2 separate regions of the Zea mays genome follow, and region 1 is linked to region 2. A link is a contact called in public Hi-C data. All regions are on one chromosome and are shown on one strand. The core of a region is the stretch at or near the end of the contact, and the rest is flanking DNA. Distances in the headings are between cores, read along the strand shown. Region 1 has its middle 13 kb from the start of LOC103653916. Region 2 holds the start of LOC542709 (MADS box protein).

What was found. Hi-C and Micro-C count contacts between places; a contact is called where the count stands out from the background.
Region 1: a Hi-C map of leaf shows a contact between it and region 2, with 7 times the contacts expected there. The contact joins the enhancer-like site here to the promoter of LOC542709 in region 2. A contact is called at or near these places in 4 of 25 Hi-C or Micro-C datasets (ear, leaf and tassel).

What each region holds. Positions count from the first base shown.
Region 1 is chr4:161,536,358-161,539,965 of Zm-B73-REFERENCE-NAM-5.0, reverse strand. No RefSeq gene overlaps it. Among protein-coding and RNA genes, the nearest start is that of LOC103653916, 13 kb to the left of the region's middle. Within about 2 kb of position 1,890, at least 18 of the 20 cell types and tissues checked have an H3K27ac peak or open chromatin away from gene starts, as enhancers often do. A contact at or near this core is called in ear, leaf and tassel, where this site is marked.
Region 2 is chr4:161,395,465-161,398,845 of Zm-B73-REFERENCE-NAM-5.0, reverse strand. It overlaps LOC542709 (MADS box protein), which reads right to left and starts at 1,594. Exons shown (of 8, transcript NM_001112222.2): 1 at 1,285-1,594. The coding sequence starts at 1,466.

The sequences.
Region 1 (3,608 bases), core at 641-3,140, 140 kb before region 2:
ATTTGACACAAAATCATTCATCCAGTTAGTGGTGGCATGGTGAGCAGTGTCTTCCACTTCTGCCGAAACGATACCCAAGAGAATTAACGTCAATTGGTTTGTTAGGATTTTTTTTTAAAAAAAAAACTGACATCCTTATTTTCCTGAACCAAACCTTGATCAATTTGGCCACATCCATTCCAGAGAAACGGCAACATTTGTTTCTGACAATATTATATAGGCAAAACAAGCTTCCAATTGAAGTGATGGCTGAAAATAATGGTTTATTGTGGGCGGAGGAACCAGAACATGGCCTCACAGCAGCTGGTCCTAAAAGAGCAGAGGAGGAAGAGGTGGAGCACTATATGGATCTTGGTTTTGATGCAGAAGGAGATGATCCAACAGGAGCTGACGAAAGATAGCTGCGAGGCTAACCGGACGAGTACTTCCTAGTGTTATCAGTGGGCTGAACATTAAGAGCAGATCCTTGAAATATACAATCACAGGAAGTGGTGGTCTTAAGGCCGAAGTATCTGGATTAACTAGGGACAACACACCTTGGAGACATGGAGTGGATCTTGACAGGAAAACATGCTCATGTGGCCAATGGAAGATTTCAGGCAAGCCTTGCACCCATGTTGAAAATTTTGAATGAGTTCATCTTTATTTGAAAATTTACCTAGCCAAATCGATAGTAGATAATTGGTGGCATGTTGTCACTTTGCAATACAGTCCTGAATCGAACCCTCTCTTGTGAACGTAAGGAAAAAGGTCCAGTTTTCACCAAGGAAGTCCAGGCTAGTTTTGTGCAAGCTGAACGAAGGTGATTGGTTCCATCAATAGGTGAACCATAATATCAGTTGGTATGAAAGCACTTCAACAGACACCTGCCTTTCCACATTGCATACTGTAGTCTGTAGCTGTGTTGCTGTGCCACTATGCTATGCCCCTTCTTCTATGCTCTGCCCCTTCTTCCCCATCTCTCTTAACACTGGATAGGATAATGTGGAAACTTTTTTTAGCGTTAACTTGAAATTTCGGCATCTGTTCATGATCGGATTAGATAAAGGACATTAAAACATACTGTAAAAACACAACTACAGCTCTAGGAATTATGGAAATTATAAAGGCAATTATCAAAAACAACCATTTCCCTTCGGCCTTCTCATCTTCATTTCTGAGTGTAATTCCCACTTCCCAGCAATGAAAATGTTTTTACGCCTGGACTATCCCATTTGAGACTACAATTTTCCTTCTCTTAAAGAAGATTATAATTACAAAATCCTGAACCTAATCCACTGTTGTCTTACAGAATTCATTCACCCGGCCCTTTGCTCTTAAGATAAGATTTTTACTATGAATTCCTAGGTTAGCTTGTTCTTCTCTATTGCACAATATTGTTATATGATATTGCATTTACATGTTATTTACATCTTAGTTATGGTTGCTGTACTGTTGCCAATTTTTGGTATTAACAGGCATGAGTCAGATTGGAGCAAAAAGTAAATAACAGACTGGACCCAAAAGTAGCTGATGGTCTAAAATATATGAAACACTATATTTTACGGTTTAGAACGCCAAGACTCTTACTTTTTGTGGTTTATTCATTCATCAACGCGTAGCCGTGTAGGGGAGGGACGGGAGGAGAATTTCCGGGTACAGACGTGCTCATGCTCCTGTCAATAACCGTATCAAGGCTCATTGATTGCAGATCGCTACTCTCTTGCCGGTCTTCCATTCCATGGGCGCAGCGCGCGGCTGCCAAACTCTTTTCTGGAATTCATTGCCATGCCAGCCGGAGATTCGAGAGGGCCCAATTTGGTTTCCGACACGAACGGGCAGACTCCAACTACGCGTTCGACGGGCCGAAACGGAGTTATGGCTGACGCCGCCTGTGCGCAGCCTTCTCGCATGAGACGCCGCCAAAAGGGACCGCCTAGCGACGTGCCCGCGCGCGCCACTGGAGACGTGTGCGCGGTGCGCCCCATCGTGACGGCCGACGGCTTGCCGAATAATTTGTCTTTGCTAGGGTACCTACAGTACGTGCGTGCCATGCGATTAGTGTGGGTGGCTACACGTGAATCTGTCGTGCCGACGGGGGTTGGAGTGGCTCATCACGAGCAGGGCTTACGGATTAGTAGTTCGTCAGATCGGAACGCAACATAAGCACTAAGGGGCAACGATTGCGAGTTATTTGAGATTGTAACAATCTCGTCGCGCGGCTTCACCAGTTTATTACTCCGCAGCTATACTTCGCCAATTTGGTATTATGGAGCTCAAAGTCACGCCAGATTGGAACAATTAATCTCCCGTGCTCCATTAACGTCTGTTTTGTTGCTCTTGATACATGTTGTGTACCTTTCGTACTAATCTACCCCTGGCCAGAGTACTCCCCAGAGCGCGCGCCGCCGTCTCTTAGCCGCTGCAACCGTGACGAGCAGGAGATCACCCTCGAGAGTGGTAAGCCAAGACGCAAGCAGTCTGCTAGGAGCTGCCTGCCTGCTGCCGGCCATGGGGAGGAGGCGCGCGCGAGGAAGATGAGCAGAGCAGGGGCGCGACACCAGGGAGATCCAGCCGGCGAGCTGGAGCAAGGTTCAGGGCGCGGCGAGCAGAGCAGAACACGGCGAGCAGAGCAGAACAGAGGGCAGGGCGCGGCTGGGGAAGAAGACGCGCTGGGGAAGAGAGCGGCGATGGGAAGCGGGCGCGGGCGCGGGAGGAGCAGAGGCCGAGGAGGGAGCCTCGCGCGCTGAGGACCACGGCTGGAAGCAGGAGCTCGGCTGGGAGATACGCGCGGCCAGCCCCGCGCGCTGAGGCACCAGGCAGGCGGCGGCAATGCTGCCAGGCTCGCCGGTGAAGCGCCTGTTGCGGCGGGCGGCCAAGGGGCGGCGGGAGAAGGCCGAGATGGCGGAGCTGGCCGCGGCGGCCGCCACGCTGCTGCTGCTCCGCGCCGCCTCGCTCCGCTGCTCGGCCGACCCCAGGGTCGCGACGCCGTTCTCGTGGCAGGGGGTCACGTGCTCGCCGCAGAGCTGGGTGGTGTCTCTCTCGCTGCCCGACACCTTCCTCAACCTGTCCTCGCTGCCGCCGCCGCTCGCCACGCTCTCCTCGCTGCAGCTGCTCAACCTCTCCGCCTGCAACGTCTCCGGTGCCATCCCGCCCTCGTACGCGTCGCTCTCCGCGCTGCGGGTCCTCGACCTCTCCTCCAACGCGCTCACCGGCGACATCCCCGACGGGCTCGGCGCGCTCTCGGGGCTCTAGTTCCTGCTCCTCAACTCCAACCGTCTCACCGGCGGCATCCCGCGCTCGCTCGCCAACCTCTCCGCGCTCCAGGTGCTCTGCGTCCATGACAACCTCCTCAACGGCACCATACCGGCCTCGCTGCGCGCGCTCGCCGCGCTCCAGCAGTTCCGCGTCGGCGGCAACCCGGCGCTGTCAGGCCCCATCCCGGCCTCTCTCGACGCGCTCTCCAACCTCACCCTCTTCGGCGCCGCGGTCACCGCGCTCTCCGGTTACAGCATCGTCGTGGACAAAATTGACTTTTACCGTAGCTTACAGAAGGTTACAGAGGACGGAAGATTAACAGTCCCAATCTGGCGTGCCTTTGAGCTGCATAATACCAAACTAGCGAAGTA
Region 2 (3,381 bases), core at 345-2,844:
ATCCATACATCCATGACACAAATTAAAGACACACAATATACGATATTCAACGAAAGGTATCGTTTTCATAATTCAAGTTACAAAAGAATTGGAATTTTTTTTGGAAGTACAAAAATAAGAAAGAAATAACTTCGTTTAGTTTTATTAGTCTGGATCCAGTCACGTGAACAAATAGGTACGTTAGGATCTTTAAGCAGCAGAGGAAGACAAAGCAAGAAGTGTGAAATACATGAACCAACAAGTGCGGGCAAGAGCAACATACTATCAATAAAGGCGAAAGAGCGACCACTCATGGTTGAGTATAGTACTGATGCAGACGCATAAAATGAGAACAAAGACAAAAATACCAAAGCAGAAATAGTACGGGTGCGTGAAACAGAAAGATTTTCATCATGCTTTGAGCTTTCCACTTAAAATGTGCTGAGGCCCTCCTGAAAATCTCAAGCAGATCTAAATCGATCTTGTATGGAGAGAAAACGTAATGAAAAATCTAAATTCGTATTGCCGAGCAAAGGGGCATGAAATCGTGAAAGAGAAAAAAGAAAGAAGCAACAAGCGGAGCAATCGAGCAAGAGAGATAGAGATCTGGAAATAAGATGGAGGCGTGGCCAGAGGCCCAGTTGAGCAACAACAAGTGCCAAGACAAGCGGTCAGCAGGGTTTTCATATAAGCAGGAGCTGGATCAAAACGGAAAGAACATACCACCCTTTCCCCTCTCGGAGGACCACATCGGTACGGTGTTATTAACACCCACTCTACGTACCCTCTTCCACCCCGACGACGACGATTCCCCTATTAGCTCAGCAATCAAACCGGCCGGCGTTTCTCTGACACGCGCATGCTCCAACGACGACACACACGAAAGATGGCCACTCCAGATACCCGGAGAAGATGGAGGAAAGGGGTGTACCGTGTGTGTGCGTGCGTGGGTGGGCAACTCCTTCAAGTGCCCGGAGAAGCTGGAAGAAAAAGAGGCAGAGCGTAGGGCTCGTAGATCCGCTGAAAGGATGTCGGGAACTCGGGATCCACCCGCCTGCTTTTTTATTGTATGAACACCGCCATGCCATTGCCATGCCCATGCCCCTACGCGCGCGCAGATACACACGCAGATAGCAGGAATAAAATACCACACCACCGCTCGGCTACGTGCTTTCCTTAATTCCTTCCTTGCTGCCAAAAAAACCTAGCAGATCTGCTTGCAGAGACTAAGAATTAAAAGCAATTTAGTGGCACCGCGGCCCGCAGGCCGCTGTGCATGTGTGGATGGATGGATGGATCGCCTACCCGGCGCTGCCGAACTCGTAGAGCTTGCCGCGGCCGGAGAAGATGATGAGCGCGACCTCGGCGTCGCAGAGCACGGAGAGCTCGTAGGCCTTCTTGAGCAGGCCGTTGCGGCGCTTGGAGAAGGTGACCTGGCGGTTGATCTTGTTCTCGATCCGCTTCAGCTCGACGCGTCCCCTCCCCATGCCGACCTCCTCCGATCCGAGCTTCTTCTTCTCACTGCGCTTGCTCTTCGGCCGGCCGCTTATCAGCTAGCTAATATGCCACACATCCCCCACGAACACAAGGCCGCCGGACACAAGTGCTGCTAGGCTTCGCATTTGTGCGCGACGATATAATGATGAGCAGAGCCGGCTCTATTAGCTCCGTCCGGGGAGGACAGGGACAGGAGCGGAATATCAGTGGAGAGACCGGGAAAAGGGGCAGGGTTCACTACTGTTACTGTGTGTGGCTGCCTGTCCGGTCGTCTCTTCTCTCTCGCATCTTTTTCACGCGTCCCCATCCACCCATCTATCCACATCTCCCTTCTCTCGCTCTACTCTAGTATATACTACAGTATTTCTCAGCTTTAAATTGAAGGAGGGTAGATTTGGAGTGGCGCTGGCCAGTTACCCCCACTACCCTAGCTGGGTTTACCCTAAAACTGGGAGGACCGTGCCGAAACGGGGGCGCTCCGATGCGGCGGCCCCGCCCCTACGCCACAAGTGTACACGGCGCGATGCATGGCATGGGGCAAGCCATACACGAAGGCGGCAAAAGCGGCGAGCTGACCATGCATGGAGAGAGAACCAGCTCCTAGGCCTAACCCAAACCATATGCATGTCGTCGTGCACCTCACCTGGTCTCAGGTTTCCAGCCCTGCGCCGTTGCTTTCGCATGCTTTGGACCACGATACCCCAACCTTTCTCCGATCCGACGTACCGATATTCCATTTTTAGGGCAGCATTCCCAGGAGGTGTTTGAGAGCTAATACTTAGCTACTAAAATTAGATTAATATGTCCAATCAGTCTAGACATTTAAGAGATGGGGTACGTCCCAAATTCCTGAAAAACTATTTGTTGCACACGGATCAAACAACTTTTATATATCAAAGAACTGAGGTTGGTCAATAAACTAATGGTGTGTTTGGTTTGTGGAATCACTCTATGCTTTATGAGTTGATGCATAATAAGTTCATTCCATCAATTTTAGTGGAATCAACCCACTCCTCATGTATAGTACCCGTGCGTTGCAACGGGAACATATAATACTATGATAACTTATATACAAAATGTGTCTTATATTATTATAAGAAAATATTTCATAATCCATTTGTGATCCTAGCCATACATAAATTTTGTTATTTTAATTTAGTTGTTTCACTACTACATTGCAACCATCAGTATCATACAGACTTCGATATATGTCATAATTTGCATGGTCTCATCATTAGAGAGCACGTACCACACCTGCCGATAGAAGTTCCGTCGTACATCGTTAGTCATCAGGCACGCACCGCCATACACGCTTGCTTAAACAAAAAAAATACAAGTGTGTGTTTGCGAAGAGAATTAAAGACAGGCCAACACAAAAGCTACCCCGACGATGGTGAGTGGTCATTGTTGTCGGTCCTCCTCTGCTCACCTCCGGCGCCGAGATGACGTCACAATCCTTGATATAGTAGTCGTCGAACGCACGCGACATGGTGAGTACCGATGACTGTTGGCTGGGCTGCCAAATGAAGTGCACTCCGGGCTCATCAGCGAGGTAGTACACCTGGTCGTTGCACCACCGGATATGCTACTCCTCTACATACATCTTGTTCGAGAACGCTCACACAATAGCAACAATGGCCGTCATCCCAGTGCACAAGAATTCATGGCCGATCAGTAGCAACTTACGTGGCAGGTTGGGCTTCAGGTGGATGATGAGCTGGACGGCGTGATGGCGTCTTTGTCGGTTGCGGTGCCCAGAACAACCCGAGAGTCGTCGGCATTGGCGACGACCATGAGGTCCCCATGTTTGACAATGGACAGCGCGGTGCAACCGCTCTGGACCGCGTCCAAGCGGCGGCTGCGCCGGAGCTTACCGTACACAGCGGCGCATGGGGCACGTAGGAC